2 separate regions of the Zea mays genome follow, and region 2 is linked to region 1. A link is a contact called in public Hi-C data. All regions are on one chromosome and are shown on one strand. The core of a region is the stretch at or near the end of the contact, and the rest is flanking DNA. Distances in the headings are between cores, read along the strand shown.

Evidence for each region. Hi-C and Micro-C count contacts between places; a contact is called where the count stands out from the background.
Region 2: a Hi-C map of ear shows a contact between it and region 1, with 4 times the contacts expected there. The contact joins the promoter of LOC103635287 here to the promoter of LOC100282264 in region 1. A contact is called at or near these places in 3 of 25 Hi-C or Micro-C datasets (ear, leaf and tassel).

The regions. Positions count from the first base shown.
Region 1 is chr8:64,797,783-64,802,808 of Zm-B73-REFERENCE-NAM-5.0, reverse strand. LOC100282264 (anaphase-promoting complex subunit 10) reads left to right here and starts at 2,238. Exons shown (of 6, transcript NM_001155176.2): 1 at 2,238-2,823; 2 at 2,913-2,973; 3 at 3,056-3,148; 4 at 3,528-3,598; 5 at 4,108-4,212; 6 at 4,549-5,026. The coding sequence starts at 2,618. The coding sequence ends at 4,618.
Region 2 is chr8:64,998,082-65,003,186 of Zm-B73-REFERENCE-NAM-5.0, reverse strand. LOC103635287 (ABC transporter B family member 11) reads right to left here and starts at 3,386. Exons shown (of 12, transcript XM_008657780.3): 1 at 2,976-3,386; 2 at 2,565-2,619; 3 at 1,923-2,098; 4 at 1,459-1,680; 5 at 1,135-1,373; 6 at 211-736; 7 at 1-118. The coding sequence starts at 3,203.

The DNA of each region.
Region 1 (5,026 bases), core at 989-3,488:
TTCCCTCTCTCAAACGGTCACTTAGACCGAGTGAGCTTTTCTTCTCAATCAACCGGGACACTAAGTCCCCACAAGGACCACCATACAATTGGTGTCTCTTGCCTTGGTTACAATTGAGTTAGAATCAAGAAAGAATGAAGAAGAAAAGCAATCCAAGCGCAAGAGCTCAAATGAACACAAGTCTCTCTCTCTCACGAGTCACTATTTGATTGGAATGATCTTTTGACTTGGGAGAGGATTTGATCTCTTTGGTTGTGTCTTGTATTGAATGCTATAGCTCTTGTAAGGTGTCTGAAGGCTGAAAACTTGGATGCATTGAAGTGTGGAGGTTGGGGGTATTTATAGCCCCAACCACCAAAAGAACCGTTGGTGAGGGCTTCTATCGCATGGCACACCGGACAGTCCGGTGCGCCACCAGACATTGTCCGGTGCGCCAGCCACGTCACCCAGCCGTTGGATTCTGACCGTTGGAGCTTCTGACATCTGGGTCACCGGACAGTCCGGTGGTGCACTAGACAGGTCCTGTAGACTGCCTGGTGCGCCTTCTGGCGCGTGCCTGACTTCTGCGCGCACTGTAGCACATTTAATGCCCTTGCAGACGACCGTTGGCGCGAAGTAGCCGTTGCTCCGTTGGCACACCGGACAGTCCGGTGAATTATAGCGGAGCGGCTCCCAGAATTCTCGAAGGTGAGCAGTTCGGAGTCGGGTTCCCTGGTGCACCGGACACTGTCCGGTGCACCAGACAGGGCACACTTCGGTTGTCTTTTGCTCCCTTTGTTTGAACCCTTTCTTGGTCTTTTTATTGGTTTATTGTGAACCTTTGGCACCTGTAGAACTTATAGTCTAGAGCAAACTAGTTAGTCCAATTATTTGTGTTGGGCAATTCAACCACCAAAATCAATTAGGAAAAGGTGTAAGCCTATTTCCCTTTCAGCGGGAGACTACAATCACGGCTTGCCCGCAGCCACCCTCGGGCGAGAGACGCAGTCACACCTCGCCTGAGGCCACCCTCGGGTGGAAGACGCAGTCACAGATTGGTCGAGGCCACCTTGAGGTGGGAGACAGAGTCACACCTTGCCCGAGGGTGGCCTCGGGCGGGAAACGCAGTCATGCCTCGCCCGAGGCCATCCTCGGACAGGAGACGCAATCACCTCGGGCGGGAGACGCAGTCATGCCTTACTCGAGGCCAACTTGAGGCAGGAGACGCAGTCACGGCTCGCCCGAGGCCACCCTCGGTGGGAGATGCAGTCACGCCTTGTCCCAGGCTAACCTTGGTCGGGAGACGCAGTCATGCCTCGCCCGAGGCTACCCTTGGGCGGGAGACACATTCACGCCTCGCCCGAGGCTAACCTCGGACAGGAGACGCAGTCAGGCCTCGCCCGAGGCCAACCTCGGGCGGGAGACACAGGTTTTTATTACTGATATTTATAAAAGGCACTTCTTTGCAATCCTAATGACTGATATTTTGCAGGTTCTTATGTCATGGAAATTCAACGATTTAAATGAGGTAACCAGTCATCCATGTAAGAAACTACTATATATTAACACAACTATAGAAAAATAGCAGAAATTATTTTAGCTTATAAATACCATGGTATTCATAGTTTCATAACACTAAATATTTTATAAACCCGTGATTCAAAACCTATCTAACAAATTGTAGTCATCATATCAACCATATATTTTAGAAATCATAACTAATAACAATATGTGCACCAATCAAAATCAATTAATCAAAACCATACTAAGCAATATACGTAACAAACGAGTTAATGAGACACCATATCTTGGTCTTAAAGCTATACAGATCAAATCAAAGTTTTCCAACTCGAATACAGAGATTGGAGCATCTCTCGGTTGTATGGAAGCAGATGGAAATGAGGGAGACAAATGATCGGGCGTAGCTCGACACCAAGGTCTGTGGCGCACGTTGGCGCCATGTCGACCCTTGCTTGCCAGCTTGGCACGTACACCACAGCCGTGTTAACTTGGTGCCACGGGGTGTGGTGTCGAGCATAAGGTCAAAAAACGGAATTAAGTCGTCTAAGGGCCTAAACATAATTATTTTCTCTCGAAAAAGAGCTAAAATATCAAAAATGGGAAATATGGATTTGTACCATTAAAAGATTACAACCGTAGATATATATCATTTTTATCTCACTTACATGTGAGGTTTACATGAGTCAATGACATGTATAATCAATGGTATATATTTAAAGTTATAATCTTTTAACGGTACGCATCTAATTATTAAAAAATAAAAAAAAACTGAGACCCCCACTTGGGCACTCGACGAAACGGCGACTCCTGCGCCGGGGGATCCCCATACCATACGCCGCGCCGCCGCCACGAACAGCGACCGCCGCGAGGGCGACACGACCGGCAACCGGCCGAGGGGAGATACGATAGGCGAGTGCGGACGGCCTATCGCCGTGCGACAGCGGCACCCCGGTGTGGTCGCGTGCGCCGCCGGCGCCGGGCCAAGGCGTCAAGCGCTGCCCAGTCCCGATTCCGCCCTGCACTGCCTCTCGCCCTGTCCTGTCTGACTGTCCGAGACTCTGACTCCGCCCTGGTGAGCGTTCTTCACTCCTCCGATTCTTCACCTCGCACTGGTCCGATGGAATCCGACGCCGAGGAGGAAGCGGCGGCGACCCCAGCAGCGGCGGCGACCCCAGGCGCTGGGCGTCTGAAGGGGAACCCGGAACTGACTGTGGACGCGGACATGCGAGAGATGGCGAAGACGGCCGCGTGGAGCGTCAGTTCCTGCAAGGCCGGCAACGGCGTCGCGGCCCTGCGCGACGACAACCTCGACACCTACTGGCAGTCAGTGGATCACCTTTTTTTTTCTTTGTCGAATTAGTTGAAGCTAGAAGGTCAGAGTTGGTGATTCGGGTCCTGCGATTTGGTTTCAGGTCTGATGGGGCGCAGCCGCACCTGGTGAACATCCAGTTCCAGAAGAAGGTGCAGCTGCAGGTGCCTGCTTCAGTAGAGATGCTACTCCTTTGCCTTGTGATTCGATGGTTTTGAGACTAATTGGTTCTATGTTGTGCGGTAGCTCGTTGTGCTCTACGTGGATTTCAAGCTCGACGAGAGTTACACGCCGAGCAAGATCTCCATCCGGGCCGGGGATGGCTTCCACAACCTAAAGGTACGCTTTTTCTCCATGAGATATCATTTGAAGGATGTTCAGAACCTAGTCGGCTGTAATAGATTTAAACAAGATTATACATGTTGATTCGTCCGAGTTGAGTATGACACAGAGTCCGAGTTCCGAAACCTGCGAAATAATCATTCTGAGGGTAAACTTGAACTGATTTTATACACTGTAACTAGATCGTTTTTCTGGTATTTTGTGCCTTCCTAGAAGTTAGATACAGTTAATATGACCTGACATTACCTGGAGGTTTGCTTCTGCATTGCAAGTACTGCTGTATGAACTAGTCGTTTGAAAATTGAAATGTTGAGCTTACTAACTGCCAGTTTTGGCATCATTTGAATATTTACAGTAACGTATCTCATGATTCCAGGAGATTAGAACGGTGGAGCTTGCAAAGCCAGTTGGATGGGTCCACATATCATTATCCGGGATTGATCCACGGTATGCATTGTAATATGAAGATGAATAACCGTTCCTAAAATTATGTGTATACTCCCTTTATACATGTAGGAGGACAAAACAAATGTGCAGAGCTTAGCTAACAGCCTTGGTTTGTTGTTTTGGTTTGAATCTATGTGTTGAATTTGAAAAGACTTGGATATCCTGTCGGGTTTGTCGTTCCATACCGAACATTTGAGCCAGATAATACTACATCCATAATATTGTTAAGGCCCATTAGGCCCAGGCCTGCTGCCTATATATATAACCTATAGTCCTTAGGGACTGATTATCAATCGTCAATCCCAAGGTTAGTAACAAATATCACCAGGAAAGAGTTAAAATATTTTATGTAGTGAATGCTTGAAGAATTTTATCATCATAATAATTTAGGAAGTGAAACTATTTTAGAAGTTAGTGGAAGGGACACTCTATTTAAAGCTTGTACTACTTGATTTTACTTCTGTAATGTAGGCAGATATATTACTGTCTTTTTTTGGGTATGTATGCAGAGAAACATTCATTCACACATTTATGCTCCAAATTGCTGTTTTATCCAATCATCTGAATGGGAGGGATACTCATGTCCGACAGATCAAGATCTACGGGCCAAGACCGTAAGATGGATATACCTTGCATATCTATTACTACCTCTGTTTGTTTATATGTCGTTGGTCAGTTCAATTTTGAACTAAGCGGTGTCATATATTGAACTAAGCGGTGTCATATAAAAAAATCGGAGGGAGTATTATTTTGTAATACATGAGTATGTTTGACTAAACCAAGATCTATGGAGCTACAATAGAGTTAATAGACGCTTGTACCCATACAATGCCACATGGTCTACATAGGATTTGATGCTTGTACTCATCACATGCCACATGACCTAGATAGAATGATAGAACTTTATGTACAATTAAAATCTTGATTTTTTTATGGTGTTCTTGTTTCAGGAATCCTGTTCCCCACCAGCCGTTTCATTTTACTTCCAGGGAGTTCATCACATACTCTACTATTAGATGACAGTGGATGAGCAATCAAGATAGGATCGGCAGCTCATGGCTCTGGATGATCGCGCCATATTAGTATATTTGCCTGCTTGTGTGCTGTCTATCGGGTCTTGGACGTGTATGTGTAATGAAGTTGTTAAGTTAGCTCAGCAGCATCCACATCTCATATTTTAAACCCCACTACATAAAGAGTGCAGTGCAAAATAGTGATTTGCAGGGCACATGTACCTGCTGGCCATAGCCTTAGGTAGCAATAACATACTTTTGAATTTGTTTCGCGGCCTCTGTTGGCTTGCAGTGTTTGCTTGGTTCATTGGTTGGTCCCAATCATTTTGTGCCCTTGATGTTCAGTGCCTTAGGTTAGCCTATACAGTTTATGGACGGTCGTACTGTTAAACCTTTGAAACTTTGTAGTTTCATT
Region 2 (5,105 bases), core at 2,137-4,636, 200 kb before region 1:
TTGCTTCATCAAGCAGCAAGATCTTGGGGTTTTTCAGTATTGCCCTTGTGATTGCAATTCTTTGTTTTTGCCCTCCTGACAATTGTGCTCCATGCTCACCGACCATTGTGTCTAGGCCCTGAAATAACAAAGTTCTCGATTAATTATGGTTAGTTATAACATATATGTAACTTTGCACAAGTATGAAACAATTTTGTTTAATCTACATACATATGGTAACTTATCGATGAAATTTGCTGCATTAGCAAGCTTTGTTGCAGCCATTATCTCCTCAGCTGTTGCATCTTCTTTCCCATAGGCAATGTTCTCCCGAATACTAGTGGCAAACAACAGTGGTTCTTGACTAACAAGACCAATAGTTTCCCTTAGCCATCCAAGCCTCAGGCTTTTTATGTTAACACCATCTATTGAAACTTCACCAGCCTGAGGGTCATAGAATCTCTCCACAAGATTAATCACTGTGGACTTTCCACTGCCACTCTCTCCCACTATAGCCATTGTTTTCCCACTTATTACATGCAGCGAGAAGCCATCAAATACCAATTGATCACGTCTAGATGGGTACGAAAAGTACACATCCCTTAGCTCTATATCACCCTTCATGTTTGCTAGCACGATCCCATCTGTTCCATTAGGATCAATTTGTGGCTTCCTTTGGATTATCTGCATCATTCTATACCCAGCAGCCCGGCCAGAAGCAAAAGCAGTCACGCATGGTGTTGCCTCACCTAATGACCTGATAAGGAAAAATGTGAAGAACAATTATACAGGAACAAATATTCATTTTCATGGTAAAATGAATAGTAACATCAGCTCTACCATAAACCAAAATACTGTCAGTGCAATGGAAAACCATTATCGTAATCACTTCGAGAACAAAGTGATTAATCCAATCGTTTAGATGGTTTGTGAAACTGTATGCCTAATGAATCTATCATGTTATGCATGAATTAGGTTGGGCAGGCCAGGGCACACTACACGTAATCAATGGATTCAAATTCAAAATACTGGAAAATTGTAGCCGAGGATTATAGAATTGAATCTATGCACCTTGCACAAGAATTAATTGATCCAGAAAGAAAATATATGCATATGGCATTTTACAACAAGGTTGAATGAATATTGATGACTTACATTGCACCTGCCATGAATGCCATCCAGACACTTACAACCTGACCTCCTTCATATCCTTTATCAATAATCAGTTTTGCCCCATACCATGCTGTTAGACCATAGGCACAGAACAGAATAAGCATAACAAAACCGAAGCCCAGGCCAGTAACCGTTCCTTCTTGGACAGCAGCTACATATGCATTCCTGATATATTTATTGTACAGCGCAATGGCCCGATTCTCACCATTGAAGGAAGCAACCTTTCAAAAATTAGCCCAAGAAGAAGTTGGTTATGAATCCAAACCAATAGTAAGGATTAAAGAGAATATTTAAGCAAGGGTCTACTGTTCTGATGGCTCCAATTGTCTGTTCCACAACAATGCCTGCTTCATTGTACTTAGCTTGACCCTGGCTCGCCAGTTTCGATACAGTCCATGAAATAGCTGCTCCAGCAACTACTATAGGAGGGACGCTTGACATCATAACAGCAGCTAAAAGCCATCCTTTAGAGAAAGCAACCGCAAACCCTCCAACAAATGTGGCAGTAAGCTGTATAAACTTCCCAACCTGGAATGGAAACGAATATTTGAGTTGACTATCCAGAACAGACATCAGATCACCACAATTTGCAATCACATATTCGCATATAAGGATAATTTATACTCCTTAATTCGAAACACAGAAGATAAGTTTAAATCATTAGATACAAACACGCTGCCTATGTGCTTCGTCGCTTTAGTAAAGTTAATATGAACCAGCATCACAATGCACAAGCTGACAATGATGTGTTTACAGTTACATGGGTCAACCTTTTCGCCAATTGCATCCTGGATAAGTATTGTATCTCCGGACATACTCTCAACCAATTGTCCAGTGGTCATTTCCTTGTCAAAAAATGCAATGTCTTGTCTCAATAGAGCTTTAAGATAGAGACCTCGTATGCGAGCTGCTTGTCTTTCTCCAGTGATCATCCAACATGCAACCTCTATTAAAACAATAAAAAACACTAACACCTTAGTGCTAATCTATAACTGGCAGTGCCTCAAAACAATGAAAAAGAGTAACACCTTAGATGCCTCTGGCAGTATCTATGCTGCAGAAAATAGTGGATCTAAGTAGCCTATTACAAACCTGGTTAATGTTTCTCCTTTCTGAAAGAAGATAAAGTTACTACGGGATTTCTTGGTTTCAGTTATAGGCTTATGGCAATATGAATAACATACCATCACGTGAATAGACTTTCACGAAGTAAAATTGGTTCCCATTCCTATAATTTTTCGTATACATGGTCACATGGGCTAGGTGCAAAACCGTGCTTCATTCTTTTCCATTCTGAAGGTTAATAAGATTTAGTGGGTGACTGAAAAACTAATATTCATCACTATAAAGGCTGACTAAAGCATAAACAAACACAATAAACCACTGAGGATTGAGGAAATACTAGTACTCACGTAGGAAGCAAACAAACCATGACCCAATGGCCAAATAGAAGAACTTCAGGCACACCTGAAACAGCAGTGTAAAAGATTTTAGTCGAGGATGAATCCCATCTGTTTCCATCGCAGGAAGATGTTATCCAGCAAACAATGGGATCACAAGCAGTACAATGGATAACAGTCCTATTTTATTTACTAATTTACTTCACATGTTCGAAATGAACTATGGAGTGCCACGTGCTTAGTAGTAAGTAGTAACTAGCACTACCCGTGTGAAATGTGAATGTGTGATCAGAATACCAGATCACCCGAATAGTTGAGCATCTGAATAACTAATATTTCATCAGTATAAGATGCACCCCGGAGATCGAGATTTATCATCACTAACATTCATCAGTCCAACGAGGATCGAGATTCGATGCACACCCCGGAGACGCGGTGCAGTACGTCATGGCGGGACGCAGAGCCGAAGGCGTCGACGACCTCGCCGAAGACGAGCGTCATGAGCGGCTGCGCCACGCCGCTGGCGACAGCCCCCGCGGCCCCCACGGCCATGAGCGCCGCGTCCACGCCGTCCGCGAACCGGAACAGCCGGTGCAGACCCACCACTCCCTTCTCTTCCTCCTCCAGGGCTTCTGGTGCTGGTGAGGCCATCCCTCTCTCTCCTCGGCTCCGCGTGCTCGACGATACGGGCGTTGCATCGCTGGGGTAGAGCAAGGCGCGCTTTATAGCGGCGGGGGCCGGCCGCGGGAGTGCAGATTCCGGGGACTCTCGCACGCGGGGCGGGAGGAAGCAGAGGCGGGCAGGCGGCCACCGGATTTTGGAGCGTGTAGCGGGCTGCAACTGCAACTGCGATTTAAATTGCTAATCTGTACTACGTCTACGTCTCATATCTCTATGGAACAATTGGATCTATACCATTAAAAGATCCAAACTTTAGATATATACCATGGACCCCACATGTCATTGACTTATGTGGACCCACATGTAAGTGAGATAGTAATGGTATGGATCCAAAGTGGTGATCTTTTAATGGTATGGATCCAAATTTCCCTATCTCTATAGACATACACCTCAATTCCAAAATAAATCTCTATACCAGAGACGGACTCACCACTGCCTTTGCCGCTGGAGGGAGCACGCAAGTCTAAATATTTGATTCCAGCTGATAATCTCGCATATGGTTGTTAGCAGTTGATAATCTTATCTAGGTCTGTTCGGTTATTCCGGATTCAACATCCGAACAATTCTACTTGAAATGATAGTTTAATTTGTATTTAATTAATCATCTAGAATAGTTTCTAGTCTCGTTCCGATGTAACCGAACAGGCCCCTAGGTTATCTTTAATTCATGTGGCCGTCACTACTCTATACCATGTTGGAAAAAGTCAACTAATCTAAACTTTAACCATATATATAAAAAATAATATTTTTTATGTTAGTCACATTATATGTTTTTTATAATAAATATATAAGTCAACTAATCTAAACTTTCACCAAATATGTATAAAAAGTTTAATACTTTTATGTTAGTCACATTATATGTTTTTATAATAAATATATTTAGGGATATAAAATCAACAATATTTTCTATAAAACTAACCAAAATTAATATAAGTTGACTTCTAGAAATATAAAATGAACAATAAAGAAGGTATTTAGTATATATCTAATTTTTCTCTATCTACATCTCTACGGTCTAAAAAGACAATGTCTATTCAGTAGGATCAAACCCTTATCTGTCTATATCTCTACAACTTAGAAAAACAATATCTGTTCGGGAGAACCAAACCTCTTCTCTAATGGCTACATCGACAGGACCAAATTCCCACCCAACGTTGACTATTCGGCAGGACCAAATTCAACGGCGTTTCTAAAACACGGGGCCAAATCACTGCACAAAAAATCGCAATAAAAGATGATTCACGGAATCAATGCACATGAATAAAAGACAGTAAAAGATGAACTCGTCGCAAGTTTTGGTCATCTCTTTTCCCCCCCTTTTCAGCTGCGCAAGGAGTATGATAGCGCTTTGTTTTTAAGAACGAGGTGGTAAAATTGTAAAGTTAAAAAACAAGGAATAAAATCACAATTGCAACACTGAAGAGGGGTATAATCATAAATACTCCTTTTTTACCTCAGTGGTTACAAACAAGTAAGTTCATAGGCATGTTCACTATTGCGCTTTTCTTCTCTACTATATAAAGCATCAGGTTCCATAGCCGTCATTCCCACCTATAAACAGAAAAAACTAAAATTATGCACAAATAAGAACTTTGGTTGTTGGTTCCAAACCCACGTTCATACACATATTACACATGTATTTGTATTTTATATTTTTATACTCAAGAATAAATGAAAATCGTAACGACGTACAAACCTAGTTTTTTTTACTATGGAAACATATCTTATGTCTGTGGTCCAGCACCACCCGAGTCGTGCATTGGCAGCCCTACAGTAATTTGCACTCGTCCAGGGGCGAAGCTAGGTTCATAGGAGTGGATGCACATGCATCCACGAAAATTTGCAAAATCAGTGACTTGGACCAGATTTCAC